5 separate regions of the Mus musculus genome follow, and regions 2, 3, 4 and 5 are each linked to region 1. The links are chromatin contacts, called in public Hi-C and capture Hi-C maps. All regions are on one chromosome and are shown on one strand. Each heading gives the region's core, a stretch centred on a gene start, on an enhancer-like site or on the middle of the called end of the contact. The rest is flanking DNA. Distances are from core to core; before and after follow the strand shown. Region 1 holds the start of Dpp6 (dipeptidylpeptidase 6). Region 2 holds the start of 4930584F24Rik (RIKEN cDNA 4930584F24 gene). Region 3 overlaps Dpp6 (dipeptidylpeptidase 6). Region 4 has its middle 59 kb from the start of Paxip1. Region 5 holds the start of Htr5a (5-hydroxytryptamine (serotonin) receptor 5A).

Region 1 (3,012 bases), core at 372-2,871:
AAGGGAAATGTCTCTCATGTGCTTTAGTAGCTGTTTATTCGTGATGGGCTCAACAGCTGCAGAGAACAGGATGGGCCAACAAAATTCTATGGAAAATGAACATCCACATTGAGAGCTTGGGAGAGAAAGGCTGGAAGGAATGAGAGGCAGTTACAGCAGAAAGCTAAGCTTAAACAGGGCAGCACAACTTCCTCCACCGAGGGTTCTGTAAGGCTCTCTCCAGGCTTGAGCCAGGGAGGGTCTGAGGTCCTAGGCCTTCTGAGTCACTAACTCCCCTATGATTTAAAAATTCTCAGTACTGACAGGGAAGCTAGGAAGGCTCATAGAACACCACGGGGTAGTGGGCAACATCAAATGGGCTCACTGTGTTTGTAGGTGTGGGCGGGAGGGGCTGTGTGTGTGGGGGGGGGGCTGTGTGTGTGTGTGTGTGTGTGTGTGTGTGTGTGTGTGTGTGTGTGTGGTGGGGGCAGCTATGACTGTGGGCAGGTGCTAGAATTCCTGTGAGTCTCTCCAAAGTCCCAACCCATGGTGATGCTGGTGTAAGGAATGAGCTAGCTTATCGCAGCTCAGCCTCTAAGGCCTGGATCAGGGGACAAAGAAGGAGGTGGAGCAGCCAAAAGCCAGTAGTGCCCAGAGGCTCAAGAAAAACAAGGGTTCCAGAAGCCTACAGGGAGGAATCCAGGATGCAAGTAGAGGGAGATGCCAGACATGGCCTAGACTAACAGTCAGACACAATTTGCGCATCTCTCCACACGAGGGCACTTGAGCACGCTCGAATGCACCAAATGAGTTTGTTATTGGAAGCCCTATGTGCTGCACAGCGTTCAGTGTCAAAGAGCCCCTCTCACTGCATCTCAATGTCAAAATGGGGTGGAACAAGGTTTGGAAAGGTTGCTGACTTCCAAGCGCTTTAGCGTTTCCCCTGTATTTACACAAAGACAGGCAGGCTGGAGCCAGACATACTCTGGGAAGGCCTTGTTCATGAGGCTTGAAATAAGCCTAACCAGGAGTTCTGTTGCCTGTTCTAGACTTGCCCTTCCCTTCTTCAGATGATCAAAAGAAAATATATCTTTTTTTTTTAATAAAAAAAATCTTAGGTGATGAAGGAAGGTGGGTCCGGGAACAAATGTTTCCCTGAGCCTACACTTTACAGGCCTTCCTTCTTTTCAGTGGCTCCTCCTATGCCCTTCAACTGCATTTCTACCCAGGCTCTCCAGGGTCTTTGTCAAAGTTAAGCAAAGCCCCAAATCCAGAAGAACATTACTAGGCGGGAGTGCCTGTCAGGCACTGGAAAACAGCTGTGCCCTGCAACCCAAACTAGATGCTATGGGAGCCACGATCCGGAAGCCCCGGGGCCCCAAGGCAGTTAAGGTTTCTTTGCTCAGCTCTGGCCTCTTGTAATGCTGTTCTCTCTCGCTGGGACACACGGCCTCCAGTCCATCTATGAGTGCCCCAGCCCTGAACCCCCATCCACAACCCAACTGACATGAGAAGGAGTCTTCCTGGGACTGGAGCTTCCCTGGTGCCACCGCTACAGCGGGAGCTGGCTACCCTACTGAGAAGGAAAAGGAGGAGCTGTAAGGGGCCGGGCGGGGATGAGAAGAGGAGCTGGTATCTAGTTGGTGCCAAATAATGGGGTCTAGACATGTCCCCTCCCTTAGTGTGCTTCTGGTATCTTGCTTTCCTCTTTAGTGAGGCCGAACATGGCCATGGCGAGGACTTAAAAAAAAAAAAAAAAAAGCAGAAAGAGAAAGCGATCACTCCGACCCTTGGCTTCTGCGCTGCCGGGGAGGGGGCGGAGAAGCTGAGCCAGGCAGAGTCGCTCAACACCCAGGCGATTCGACTCGCGTGTGGCGCGGAGCGGCCGGGCTCGCCTTTCTTCTTTCCCCACCGCCTCCTTTTCCCCCTTCTCGCTTTTCTGCTGGAGGGGGTGGGGAGTGGAAAGAGAGACAGAGAGAAAGGAAATTTTTTTACGAAGCATCCTAACCAGTGAGCCAGCGCACGGCGGCCCATGGCTTCGCTGTACCAAAGGTTCACCGGCAAGATCAACACCTCGCGCTCCTTTCCGGCGCCCCCGGAGGCCAGTCGCCTTCTGGGTGGCCAGGGGCCCGAGGAGGACGCGGGCCCGAAGCCCCTTGGGCCGCAGGCGCAGGCGGTGGCGCCCAGGGAGCGCGGCGGTGCTGGTGGCCGGCCCCGGTTCCAGTACCAGGCGCGGAGCGACTGTGACGAGGAGGACGTAAGAGCATCGTGGTGGGTGGGTGGCGGTGGTGGTGGGAGCATCGGCGGGATGCACGGGCCTGACTACTCCTCAGGGTCTCTGGGTCCCCTGTGCCAATCTTTGCGTTCCTTCCTGATGTGCCAGATCGTGCTCAGACACTCTCCTTGGCTCCTGATCTCAGTCATCATAGTCCAGAGCAGATCTTTGCGGTGGTGGCCAGGAGTTGGTAGCAGGAAGGTTTTTGGAGCTGCGCCTGCTGGGATGTGGACTATGCTTGGAATTCACTAGATGTCTGTTTGTAACGGCAGCCTGCTGTGGTTCTCAGGGAATTAGATGTGTGTATGCGTGGAGTTGTGTTTTTAGTTTAATTTTCTGCTTTATGGCTCGGGGAACAGCTAGTTCAGGCTGCTTTTCTCTTCCTACCACTTGTCACAGCAACTATCCAACCGAGATGACCCTCCTCTCCTCTCCACTCTGCCCCCCTTTCACTGTCCCCAGACACCTTCTCTCTACACCCAAGGATTAGACCTATGGTGCTCTTATAAAAAAGAAGTCCTGGCTTTAGAGCCCTGGCCTCTGACCCAGACCCAATAAAGCTCTCACTACGCATACTAATTGGGGCTGCATGCCTGTGATCCAGCAACTCAACTTGGACCATGCTCCTTCCTAAAGAAGTTCTCAGAGGGGTCTCTTACTATTGAGGCTGGAAGTCTGAGCTTCAAAGACTGAATTTGCATATTCACCTAGCAATCAAGGATTCTTTCAGGGTAAGAGTGGCCACAGAAATGGGTCAA
Region 2 (3,151 bases), core at 23-2,522, 560 kb before region 1:
ACATTAGCTAGTAGGCAGTTGGCTGACAATAGTGTAGAGCTGAGTGAGACCCACCTCCTTGTTGGTGGCTTGATGGAACTAGCCTCGAGGGGCTGAGAGAGTGCCAAAGAAGGAGCAAGCATCCTTTTTAAAATTACTCTCTACGCTCCTACCTAACAGAATAGCACACTGAAATTAAATTAGACCTTCATCCCAGGAACCCTGTATGTATTTCTCCTACCACATAGGCCAAAGCTCCATACACACCTGTGATTCTTTCTGAATCCCAGCCTATCCCAGCAGACACTGTGCTCTCTCCATCAAGGCCACAGATTTTACCATGACAATGAGCTGGTATATGAGGTAACAGAGAGCTGACCACACCCCTGTCCAGATTTTCCTATGTGCCTGAGTGTAGTAGGAGGAATGACCATGTCTCCCCACATTGGGCTGAGCACACTGTCCCAGAAATTGGGAGGTTGTACGTGTGGTGAGGGTGTCATCTTATTAATGAAGCCTGAACATGAATTACCCTGTCTCATGTAACAGTGTGTATGTTGGTAAAGGAAGATAAGTGACCTCATTCAAAGTCATCTACATTCACTTTCACACACGGATGTGATCCTGAGAACAGGACACACACACGCACAAGTGAAAACGTGTAAACATGTATATAAGTACAGAATTAGACTGGAGAGTGCTGCCATGGTGTTTTCTGTGATAGTGGCATAGATGTTTGTTCCTCTATGTGGAAGTCATCTGAGTACAAGTAAAAAGATTGCTATAGCCAGGAACTGAAGCCCTCGGGGAAGGTGAGAGATCAGTACCCCGGCTGCTTTTCCTACCTTTCCTAGACAAGCTCAGTAATGGTCAAATGTGGGCCTGCAAACAAACTCTTCATCCTTCTTTACTTGGGCTGGAGGCTGGAGTCCAGGTCCAGGTCCATCTGTATGGCTTCATTCTAAGGCCCCCCTGCCTGGTGAGTGGAGGGGTTCCACCACTGTGTGCTTGGGGGGCTAGTCTCACTGCTGAAATTTCTGATCCCTGTTATTTCTAGCTTTCCTTAGGATGAACTGCCCTAAGGCAGAGATATTTCAACTACCTATCTATGTTTCAGTCTACCCCATTTCAGGGCCCATTGAAGAAGTGCCTCACACTGAGTGAGTCACACACACAATTAGTTTTGAGTAGTATCCATCCTGGAAATCAGCCCAAACTTACCTAGACACATGAGCTTGCTGTGAATCCCAGCCCTTCTTGCTGGACTCTGAGTTGCCCTCGGGCTAAGAACACTGTGGTTACTAGATCAGCAACCCTGTGAGGTCACAGAGGTCTCACCTCACTTCTAAGAATCATGGGGACATCCAGGCTTCAGTTATCTCCCAGCTTGGTCTACCTTTGTTCTCTGCTGTGCAAGCATCCTAAGAAGCACTTAGCATTGGGGAAGTAGCTGAAAGTATTTCTCATAGACCCTTCACCTACATGCCTCTCTGGTTAGTCCTTCATTTTCTGATAGATACTATCAAAGCTGAGAAGAGGGACACAGATGATAATGGTGATCCTCAGCTCCCATGTCTGAACCTCATACTCTGCTTCATCTTAGATTTTCTATAGCCTTTATGGTTCGTTGCTGTTGCTCAGCCTGCAGGGTGCCATCTTCTGCCCCTTCTGGCTCCAATAGCAACCATACCTTGTTTCTTAATCTCATCTCCATGCATCTCCAATCTATTGGCTTAGGTGGGTTGTGGATTGTAGCTATTGATTTCTGGCCATGTCCATGGCCTTGAGGCTTAAAGTGAGCAGAACAAAAAGCACACGGATGAATAAAGAATAAGTATATACAGCATGAATGAATCACAGTAGGTGGTGCTGCTAGCAGAGCCCAGCTTGTGAGGGGCAGACTCCTGGAGCACTTGCTTTTACTTGTCCATCCTCAGCCAAACTTCCACCCAAATAGTCACTGTGTGGATGGCCATGCTGTCCAGAGATGTGCCAAGCACTCTGTCCCCTTGTTCTGGCATGTTATGCAGTGGGCTGGTTTTGTTAGCCCTGCTATGACCAAGGATTCTTGGTCAAGTCCATGCTTCCCCTCTGCTAGAGCTGCATCCCCTCACCCACCAGGTTTCCACCGCTTCTTATGAAGGGATGATGGCTGGAAAACATGACCAATGCCCAAGACTGGGGGTTTCTGGCCGCTCATGGCCATGAGGCCAGCTGTGTTCTCTGTAGTGACTCAGGATGTTGTAAGGCTCAGCCATTAACTGCAAACAGCTTGAAAACCTTTGGCTGAATTAGCCTGGCTCTGTCCTTGGAGAAAGACAGTCCAGCTTCTGGTCTGTGGATGTTCTAAGTGAGTCATACTCTGAGTGCCTGCATTCAGATGGCCTCCCGTGAAACAGGACTTGTGAGAATAAGGACCCTCTGGGTTCCATGTGGAGATTGTAGGAAGTCATAGTGTCTGATGGAAGGACAGGCTTTAGCAGAGGAAGGGGTACCCACTGTCATGTCCTGAGCCTGGCCATATGCTTTCTTCTCCATAGCATTGTTGTGGCTGTTGCTGGCTTTCCACTATGGAACACACTATGCGTGGCAATATTTGGTTACAGACAGACTTGTATCATTCATTCCTGTGAGAAATTGTCCTCTCTATCCAAAGTTTTACTCTTCCTTTGGATAATGGTGGCAAGACCTGATTAAAATCTTGGAATTAGAGTTTAAAGCAGAGTTAATTTTAAAGCCTCCTGCACTAGCATCAAATGGTACATGGGTATGTTAATTCTGTGTTGAAACTCACAGTTGTATGTGGTTCAGGTTAAATGCACCCCCACCCCCTGCCCTGCCCCAGTGATACAGCCATCATCCTGAGCATACCACCAACAAATAGATCTACCAGTGATATAGCCATCATCCTGAGCACACCACCAAAGGACTTCCTTGCTGTGGACATTTGTTACATGCATTTGATTGGTACTCTATTCAGGATTGCTAGGGAATGGAATCACCTGCTGTGTTTTAACACTCTGCACTTCCTGTCTAGCATCCCATAGGACCTGTGAGATTGCTGCTGACATGATAGGCTAAAAACAACAACCACAGCCTCAGAGCTGAGGAGGACTCTGATGGATGGACTCACTGGGAAATGCTTCTTGGCGAGTGGGGGGGAAGGGGGCAG
Region 3 (3,206 bases), core at 82-2,581, 630 kb after region 1:
GTGCTGTACCTCACCCGGTCTCGGACACATGTGAAGGCACCCATGGAATGATGAAATCACAAGTGCCCTATTCCTTTCTTCTTTTCTTTCTTTTTTCCCTTCCTCCCCCCCCCCTTACCTTCATCGCCTCTTTTTCCCTTATCATTCCTTCTCCTCCCTTCTCCTTGATTCTCTTACCCAAAGCCTTTCCTGGGCAGGGGTAGAGCATGCATCCTCACAGAACAGTCCAGCATGGAATGACTAAGCCCAGCCCAGTGATATGGGTAGTCCTCTACCTCTGGGCCCACCCATGGTGAGAGATAGGCCAGGGTGTAATGTCATGGTACCCATAGGAATGAATGCAACATGGAATATGGAGGCAAACATGGTGGGAGAGCTTAGGGGGCAGGAGTTATAGAAAATATTGTTCATTGCAGGGACACATAGAAATACTGCACCTGTGTCACTCCTATCCCTTCTTACCTCTTTCTGAAACAAAGTTCCACTATGTAGACCAGGATGGCCTCAAACTCACCATGTAGACTAGGCTGGCTTCAAACTCACAGAGTTTGAGATCCACCTGCCTCTGCCTCTGAAGTGTTAGGATTAACATACACACACACACACACACACACACATATGATAGCTGAAAGTGTTTTCACTCAGGGGGTGGATTTGATGAGTTAGATGTCAGTGATAATGAGAGCCAAGTTCCTTGTTATTGGGCATGGAGGTTGAACACATGAGAACATAGAAGAAAGCCCCAGAGAAATCCTGGTGGTGCTGAGCTGGAATTTCAAGTGGCCACATGAGATCTGGTCTCTGCAGTGAGCCTTGACTCTGCGGGTCTTGCAGGGACTGTGGTGATTGCTCTGGTGTGCCCCCTCCCATGTACATCACCTTTCCCCTAAGCCAGTCATGACCTCCCCTCCCGTGTACATCACCTTTCCCCTAAGCCAGCCGTAACCTCCCCTCCTGTTTACATCAGCTTGTTGCTGAGAATCTTCTGTGTGTGGACCCAGATCTATGATGAGAGAGGATACCACCACCACCAAAGGGTTTAAAGGGGTGGGAGAGGACACTTAAAACCAACTGGCATTCCATTCTGTGGGTGCTGGAACATCCCTGTGGGGACTGACAGCAAGGCACTCCCCCACTGTGTCACAGGAAATCTGTTGGAGCCAAGATATTCTGGGTGCATAGCCCCTGGCGGGTGCTGACACACTTAGGGATGTATGGGGTGACTGGGAGAGCATCCACAGGAGGCCAGTGCTCACCTCCTCCCACCACAGCAGCCAACCCTACCCCCACCTTTCACAGATGAGTCAGTCCCACAGTACCCAGCAGTGGCTGAGAGCCAGGTCTTCCTTGCACTTGTCAGAGGACCACAGCTGCTTAGTTTGCTCTCTGTGCACAGTGAAGCTGAACCTTTGCAGAAATCCCATAGATCTCCATGCCGAAGCCCTGGGTACGGCCTGTACACAAGAGGGCGCTGCAGCCCTGCACATTGCTCTACACAAGAACCCCTGCTGGGCTGTACATGGTTTCCTAGTTCTTAGTGTCAGGGTTTCCCCATGCATGAACATCACCACCTGGTTGGAATGCGTCTGACTCACTAGGGGACACAGAACTGAACCCTGGTCTTGAGAAGTCCTTCTGTGGTATTGAGTGTGAGGCAGACACCAGGCTCAATGTTAAACACAAGAAGATGAAACACAGGGAGGACCACCCTCAGGGAGTCCAGAATCTAGGAGAAGAAAAATTGGAAGAACCTTTAAAGAAGGTTAGCTGGTTACCAGCATATCCCTAGTGCCTCAGCTCAGGCCTGGTCCTCTCTACCTTCTGGTAGGGCTTAGAGAACCTGTGAACAGTTCAGAAGTATGAAGGGCATAGGAGAAGGTACAGTGTGGCACCAAAACAAACAAAAAGGGAAGCACTTGTTTAACTGTCAGCTTGACATAAAGTAGAATCACATTAGGAAAGAGTCTCGGGGGGATTTTCTAGCCTGGCCTGGCCTGTGGGCATGTCTGTGAAGGTTTCCTTAACTGGGCTAATTATGTAGGAAGATTATCCTTAATGTGGGCAGCACCATTTCACGGGCTGGGCCTTGGATTGAATGAGGAGAAAGTATGAGCTGGGCACAAACACGCATGCGTTTATTCTCCCTGCCCTCAACTGGGCATGTGACCAGCTGTTTTAAGTTCCTCCTGCAATGAGGGTCAGTAACCTGGATAGACCCCTTCTTCCTTCTTCCTTTTTCCTTCTTCCTTCTTCCTTCCTTCCTTCCTTCCTTCCTTCCTTTCTCCTTCCTTCCTTCCTTCCTTTCTCCTTCCTTCCTTCCTTCCTTCCTTCTTCCTTCTTCCTTCTTCCTTCCTTCCTTCTTTCCTTCCTTCCTTCCTTCCTTTCTCCTTCCTTCCTTCCTTCCTTCCTTCCTTCTTTTTCTTCCTTTCTTTCTTCCTCTCTTCCTTACTTCTTCCTACCTTTCTTTCTTTCTTCTTTCTACCTTTCTTTTTAAATGTATGAGTGCTCTGTCTTCATGCACACTTGCATGCCAGAAGAGGGCATTAGATGCCTTTATAGGTGGTTCTGAGCCACCATGTGGTTTCTGGGAATTGAACTCAGGACCTCTGGAAAAGCAGCAGTGCTCGTAACCACTGAGCCATCTCTGCAGCCTCTACCCTTTCCTCCTGAAGTTGCTGTTCTCAGGATAGTTTATTACAGAACCAAGAAGCAAAGCTGTAGGCAGTTGAGCAGTGGCTGTTTGTGACAGACGAAGAGGAGGGAAAGGGGCAGCCAGAGGAGGACTGGTGTGAGAGGAAATGGCATGGAACAGCAAAGGCTGAGGGGAAGTGTGCAAACCAGGGAGTGCAGGCAGCCATAACCCTGGAGTATAATGACACCTACTTTGTAGGTTGGCATCAAGTTCAGTTTTAATTTTTAAATTCTATTTTAGTGCATTTATTTTGTGTCCGGGATGTAAGGGGAATACAAGACAACTGGCAGAAAGGGCTCTTTCCTTCTACCATGTGACTTCCAGGGATTAAACTTGTATTGTCAGGCTTAGCAGCAGTGCCTTTACATGCTAAGCCATCTTGTTTAGCCCTGGGATCAAATTGTTTATGACCAGAGAGTTAGAGCGGGATTTAATAGTTGGTACTGCTGGTCATGGTGGTTATGGTGACAATGACAATGACATTGCTACTATTATCATGATGGATTTGATGACA
Region 4 (3,101 bases), core at 422-2,921, 680 kb after region 1:
ACTGGGGTTGTCTCCAGCTGGGAAGCAGAAATTTTAATACTCAAAACTGGGCTATGGCTGTGGGCCGTGGCTATGAGTTGAATTCTGAGTCATCTGAGTGTTACCTGTCATCAAACATCCTGTGGTGATCTCCTGAAGCACCCATGGGGGAGGGGGGGCTGAGACCCAGGGGCAAGACCCATGGGATCCCAACTCCCTGAAATACAGCTATTCATACCAGTACCACAGGCAATTGTGCAGGGTGTTGTTCCCACAATAGGTACCCAGAGCCTGATGCTGTGAGCCCAGAAAGGTCAAGGAGCAGACTTAGAGCAAAACAGGCAGACTTCTACAAACCATGACTTCTAAAAGCATGAGGACGGCTGGGTGGGGTGCTGTCGGGGGAGCCCTGGAGAAGGTAACATTTAAGTCAAGGCTGAGACCAAGTAGGCAGTGAAATGACCCAGGAAGTGGGCGACTGCACAGGAGCCCCCTGCCTAAGAGCCCCAGTGTTGTCAGGGTAATGAGGAATACACTGGGGTACAGGAGGTATCAAGGCCTGGCATTGCTGCTGAAGAGCAGCTCTGCCCATCTCAGCACAACTGTGCTGTCTCCTGCCCTACTTCTCTCCTTGCTGCCCCCAGGGAGTCTGAAATCATGCACATCTCTACCTTACTGGCTCAGTCACTGTGCCAAGGCATTGGACAGGATCCCTATTGTCAGCTCCCAAGAATTTTTCTGGGATCCTCACATATTGTGAGGGCCCTTACCACACTGGAGTGTAATCATGAGGCCAGCCATGATGGAAGAGAGTGTTCAGAGAAGGCAAGAGCTCTACAGTTCCTGTGGACACCCTCCCCTCCCCTGCCCTCCCCTCCCCTCTCTCCCCCTTGGTCTGGCTCTTCCCACTTAATCTGGGTAACTGGTCTTGTGAGAACATGCCCATGGTCCTAGCCTGATTTCCAGGTGGCTAGGAGGCAGCTAGATGAGGAATGAACTTGAGCAGGTGCTCCCCAGCTCCATGGTGCTGTGTGAGGGCTGCAGTTGCCATAACCAGCTTGATGCCATCACAGAGACTCTGAGCTGGAGACACACAGGAACCGAGTGGATCTCTGACACTCTGAAACTAGATCACAAATAGACATTGTTCTGAACTGACAAGTGTTTACTCCATCATTGACACTCACCTCCTCCCCAGTGCAGGAGGCCAGACCTGAGCTGCTTCGTGGGACCCAGGGATTCCCTTGACCTCGTCACAAGACACCAGAGGTCTCACCTATGCAAACCCTCTATGACTGGGCCTTCTGGGTAGACAGTGGAGGAAGTTCTATGGCTACCTGCAGGCCTTTCTGCTCCCTGTGGCTCTGGCTTGCCCTTCAATTTCTTCTGTGTCAGCCAGAGTCACACAAACCAGCAAAGGCCTTGACATTCAGTTTTCTATGGCTAAATGTGCCTTAATGGCAGGCAGGGCTGGCTTCATATCAGATAATAGAATCTCACAGCTCTGGTACTGATCTGACAGCTGCTAGCAGCTACAGAGCCAGAGAAATGGCAGCCAGGCCCCCTCTATGTCTTCAGTGTAAAGTCAAGACATGAATTCCCAAGGTCGCCTGCCCTGACAAGCTATAGCTCAGCTCGCTGTGATGTGTCATGCTTGCTAACTGGTATTTCTCCAGCCAGACTGAATTCTTCGTGTTTCCCAGAAACTGTGTCACACATGACTGTCTCAGAGAAAGAAGTGACCGCAGCAAGCTAGCTGCTCTGTTCCACTTGTGTCTCAGACCCTATAAATAACACATCAGATGTCACTAACTCCCTAACTGCATGGGGTGGGGGAGCCTCATGTTATGTTTTATAAAATGGCGGTGAGGCAGAAGGGAACACCTGGGAGGGCCACTGAGAACCAGCCATAAGACAGGCTTATTATAAAAGAGTATATTTGCAGTAAAGGGACCTGGTGAAGGGGGTAGAGGCAGAGAAAGGAGGGAGACAGAGAAGAGAAGGAGAGAGAGAGAGAGAGAGAGAGAGAGAGAGAGAGAGAGAGAGAGAGAGAGACTTCTTATATGTGAGCCAAGCTAGTACGTGGCTGTTGCTAGGTAACTGTTGGGTGGAGCCTAGAGAAAATACTAACACCCCATGGTTACTTATCATTTTGTTTGAGTAGAGACCCCATCTAATCCATCCTGAACCAGGAAACAACCAGAGGAGATGGAGCCATACTTGTGGACACACAGTAAGCCGCTGAGGACCACTAGTGTCACACAGGACAGTCGGCAGGACCTTAGCCAGCTCTCACAGTAGGCAGAGCCACCAGAAGTCTGTTTATCAATGAAATTCCCTTCACGTGTTCTGTCTATAAAACACCCCTGGGCTTTGAGAGCAGGGGTATGCTATCAGCGGAGTGCACAGGCAATCAGCAGAACAATCTCCACCCAAGAAAGCTAATAGTCTATGAACCCACACCTTATCCCGCCACGGGATGACATAGACCATGCCAGCACCTGCCCTGGGAGTTTGCTCATTGGTACAAAGTGCCTTCCAGAAAAACCCTAATATGAGACCAGTGAGATGTCTCAGCAGATAAAGGCACCTGCTGTCTGTCAAGCCTGATGACATGACTTCGATCTCCTGGACTCCCCATATGTATACATACTACATAAACAAGCAAAGCCACCCACACAGGTGGGTGTTGATGACAGGACAGCCTGACAGAAGGGTCTGGAGGGTTGGGTCTGCTTTGTATCACTGCTTCACTCTCTTAGGCCTTCTGTCCACACCCTCTGGGAAGGCTGCTCTACAGGAACCTCTCTTAGGTGGAAAGCCCAGTGTCACAGTAGGGGCTTTAAGTGAAGTATCAGTGGGTGGTGAATCTGGCCTCCCCACCCCTGGGTATCAGCCACATGCTTGAGCATCTCTCTGTCTTATCTTTATGATGACATCTGATCATGGTATCCATCTTGATGTTACCCAGGGTAAAATTGGAGACTTGAAAAGCAGAGGGACTGACAGCAAAGTGGGGTCAGGAGAAGCATCTAGAGACAATTCCCATTATTCCAAAATGAGGAAAGTGCCTAAGGTACCTAAGGTCAGAGGGTCACTTCCTACCTGCACTGGGCCCCTGT
Region 5 (3,037 bases), core at 188-2,687, 790 kb after region 1:
TCATTTTGTAGGCACTGTCCACATTATTTTATGTCATTGGCCTGGAACTCTCCAGCTAGGCCAGGACAACCAGTACACTTCAGAGACCTGCCCATCTCTAGCCCACAGTGCTGAGATGACAGATGTGTACTACCATATCCTCTTATTTATGTATTACTATTATTATTATGCACACACACAAGCTCCTGTGTGTACTGTGTGTATGTGGGTGTCATAAGCCATAGTGCACATGCAGAGAGACAGCTTTCTGCAGTTGCTTCTCTCCTTGAGGGCTGGGGCTGTAGCTCAATGACAGTGTTCTTTGCCTAGTATGTGCAAAGCTCTGGGCCTCAACTCTTACACTGAAACAAAGAAAACTCCTAGGTCAGACCTTTTGATAGTTTTACAAGCATGCATGGGTAATTTTTTTAAATTTTATTTCATTTATTTTTTGAGTCGGAGTCTCACTATGTAGCCCTGGCTGGCCCTGACCTTGCAGAGCTCCACCGGCCCCAAGCTCAAGTGCTAGGATTAAGGGCTGAACCATCATGACTGTCTCAATACTTTTCAAGCATGTTTCAAGCATTTCAAGTGCCGTAGAGATTTTCTCTTTTTTTTCTTTAGGGTTTGTTTTTGTTGTATGTGTATGTTTACATGCTTGTATGTGTACATGGTGCCTGTGGAAGCCAGAATAAGGTGTCATATCCCCTGGACATGGAGTTACAGCCAGTTGTGGGCCACTGTGTGAGTCAGTCCTGCGAACCAAAGCAGGTTCTCAGCAAGGGAAGCCAATGATCTTAATGGCTGAGCCATTCCCTCCAGCTTCTTTTCCATAGAAACTTCTGTAGAGTCACTAGAGAGGCTCCTGTAAGCCTCTTTCTAAGCTCAGGAAACAAGCACCCTATCTCCAACAGTCATCAATCTTTCTCCTTTAAAACAAACAACTCTTTAAGTGAGGCCACCGAGCTCTCCGAGTTAGGAGGCAACCACATACGGAAACCTGGAAGGGAACAACAGTAGGCTGTTAGGAAGTTAGTTGGTTAGTTGGTTGGTTAGTTAGCCTAACCCAGGACACCTGTACTTCAAGCAAATGGCTCGAAGTCTCAAAATCACCTTCAGAGGGAGCATGAGTGCTGGAAGAAGGGTTTAGGAAAGTTTACTAATTAATTCCCGGCCACTGACCCAGTGGTAAAGAGCGATGGGACTGTGGATAGACACCAAGCTGCGTGCTGGTATAGGCAGCGGCACCGTGGACAGCGCCAAGCACTGAGCTGCACACAAAGCCAGTGCTGAATACTCCCATGCAGAGAGCCGGGTGGAGAGAGGCGGCTTCATCAGCTGATGCCTTACGTAGTGCGGGAGCCCCACTTTGCTAAAGCAGGTCTGGGTGGGCGCGCCAGCGTGCCCTCTCGGAGCAGCAGCCTCAGGCACGGTGGAGAGAGATCAGGACAGGGCAGAAGGCCATCTCCAGAAAGCAGGTATCTACGTGGCTTCCAGTCCCCAACCCCCACCCCTCGGAGCCACTGCCGGGAGAGGGGGGAGGTGGGCAAGGAGCAACCCTGGACCAGCGACTGTTCTGACGCACTAGCTGAGTTCTGGGCATCCACCCTGCACTGGGCGGGGGCCGACCTCAAGGATGCTCTGCTGCAGGCGACCAGACAACAGTCTCCGCCTAGGTGAGGAACAGCAGGCATGTGATAGCAAAGGCGGGCCCTGGCTTCTAGATTCAGCCCCTTGAGTCCGCTTTCCATATCTCTAAGGATACCTGGGCTGCGCTGCTTGTAGCCCAGCACCCTCCTCTCTGCTACAATTTCCTCCGGACTCTGACTGGGTGGAGACTGAGGCCAGGTTCTTGGCTCTTAGCAAAATCCTCTCCATTGGCCATCGGTCGCAAACATCTAGATTGACTTCAGTGGGCTCGGTGGCAACACAGTCTAAACACAGGTGTCCTGGGACAGCAATGGATCTGCCTGTAAACTTGACCTCCTTTTCTCTCTCTACTCCCTCCTCTTTGGAACCTAACCGCAGCTTGGACACGGAAGTCCTGCGCCCTAGTCGGCCTTTTCTCTCAGCTTTCCGAGTGCTAGTCCTGACTTTGTTGGGCTTTCTAGCTGCGGCCACATTCACTTGGAACCTGCTGGTGCTGGCTACCATCCTCAAGGTACGCACCTTCCACCGAGTACCACACAACCTGGTAGCTTCCATGGCCATCTCGGATGTGCTAGTGGCTGTGCTGGTTATGCCACTGAGCCTGGTACATGAGCTGTCTGGGCGCCGCTGGCAGCTGGGCCGGCGTCTATGCCAGCTGTGGATCGCATGTGACGTGCTCTGCTGTACTGCCAGCATCTGGAATGTGACAGCAATAGCTCTGGACCGCTACTGGTCAATCACGCGCCACCTGGAGTACACACTCCGTACCCGCAAGCGTGTCTCCAATGTGATGATCCTGCTCACCTGGGCACTCTCCACTGTCATCTCTCTGGCTCCACTGCTATTTGGCTGGGGAGAGACTTATTCTGAGCCCAGTGAGGAATGCCAAGTCAGTCGCGAGCCTTCCTACACCGTGTTCTCCACCGTGGGTGCCTTCTACCTGCCGCTGTGCGTGGTGCTCTTTGTGTACTGGAAAATTTACAGGGCGGCGAAATTCCGCATGGGCTCCAGGAAGACCAACAGCGTCTCCCCCGTACCCGAAGCTGTGGAGGTGGGTGCTATAAGGATCGTTAGAAAATACGTCACTTGTATCTCACAGGCTTTTCTTGCAGCGCACTTCACCTTATGTCTGTGGAAGGTAAAACTCTCCAGTTTGGGGAGAGGTAGATGAGGGAGGAAGGGGGGGCTCAAGAGCCAGAGACTCCCTTTGCTCTAAGCACTGAATTACAGAGGCCCTCCCATACTGAATGTCTGGGGGATTGTTTTCTTTCTTGAAAAATGAGGGGTTTGCCATCCACATTCTACCTGGTCCACTTTGGTACTAAAGTCCTGTGGATGGGCAGTACCTGGGAAAGCTGGTGTCTTGGAGACACTGGCTCAGTAACTCAGGAAAAACAAACAAACATGC

The links. A called contact is a pair of places that touch in the nucleus more often than the background predicts. Capture Hi-C pulls out chosen DNA fragments and counts their contacts.
Region 2: a capture Hi-C map of embryonic stem cells shows a contact between it and region 1, with 5 times the contacts expected there. The contact joins the promoter of 4930584F24Rik here to the promoter of Dpp6 in region 1. A contact is called at or near these places in 3 of 39 promoter capture datasets (embryonic stem cells and stem cell-derived epiblast-like cells) and 1 of 9 other capture datasets (embryonic stem cells).
Region 3: a contact with region 1 is called in a Hi-C map of cortical neurons, with 3 times the contacts expected there. The contact joins the enhancer-like site here to the promoter of Dpp6 in region 1. A contact is called at or near these places in 2 of 484 Hi-C or Micro-C datasets (both in cortical neurons), 3 of 115 datasets of contacts at active chromatin or transcription factors (embryonic basal ganglia, forebrain and stem cell-derived neural progenitor cells) and 1 of 9 other capture datasets (embryonic stem cells).
Region 4: a contact with region 1 is called in a Hi-C map of cortical neurons, with 3 times the contacts expected there. The contact joins the enhancer-like site here to the promoter of Dpp6 in region 1. A contact is called at or near these places in 3 of 484 Hi-C or Micro-C datasets (cerebral cortex and cortical neurons) and 3 of 115 datasets of contacts at active chromatin or transcription factors (SST interneurons, embryonic stem cells and forebrain).
Region 5: a Hi-C map of cortical neurons shows a contact between it and region 1, with 3 times the contacts expected there. The contact joins the promoter of Htr5a here to the promoter of Dpp6 in region 1. A contact is called at or near these places in 1 of 39 promoter capture datasets (hippocampal neurons), 3 of 484 Hi-C or Micro-C datasets (cerebral cortex and cortical neurons) and 1 of 115 datasets of contacts at active chromatin or transcription factors (astrocytes).

What each region holds. Positions count from the first base shown.
Region 1 is chr5:27,047,578-27,050,589 of GRCm38.p6, forward strand. It overlaps Dpp6 (dipeptidylpeptidase 6), which reads left to right and starts at 1,622. Exons shown (of 26, transcript NM_207282.3): 1 at 1,622-2,236. The coding sequence starts at 2,012.
Region 2 is chr5:26,492,042-26,495,192 of GRCm38.p6, forward strand. 4930584F24Rik (RIKEN cDNA 4930584F24 gene) reads right to left here and starts at 1,273. Exons shown (of 5, transcript NR_029445.1): 1 at 1,201-1,273.
Region 3 is chr5:27,676,075-27,679,280 of GRCm38.p6, forward strand. All of the region lies in intron 16 of Dpp6 (dipeptidylpeptidase 6), which reads left to right. Among named protein-coding and RNA genes, the nearest start is that of Paxip1, 110 kb to the right of the region's middle. Within about 2 kb of position 1,332, at least 25 of the 459 cell types and tissues checked have an H3K27ac peak or open chromatin away from gene starts, as enhancers often do. A contact at or near this core is called in cortical neurons and forebrain, where this site is marked.
Region 4 is chr5:27,730,965-27,734,065 of GRCm38.p6, forward strand. No RefSeq gene overlaps it. Among named protein-coding and RNA genes, the nearest start is that of Paxip1, 59 kb to the right of the region's middle. Within about 2 kb of position 1,672, at least 24 of the 459 cell types and tissues checked have an H3K27ac peak or open chromatin away from gene starts, as enhancers often do. A contact at or near this core is called in SST interneurons, cerebral cortex and cortical neurons, where this site is marked.
Region 5 is chr5:27,840,510-27,843,546 of GRCm38.p6, forward strand. It overlaps Htr5a (5-hydroxytryptamine (serotonin) receptor 5A), which reads left to right and starts at 1,438. Exons shown (of 2, transcript NM_008314.2): 1 at 1,438-2,680. The coding sequence starts at 1,940.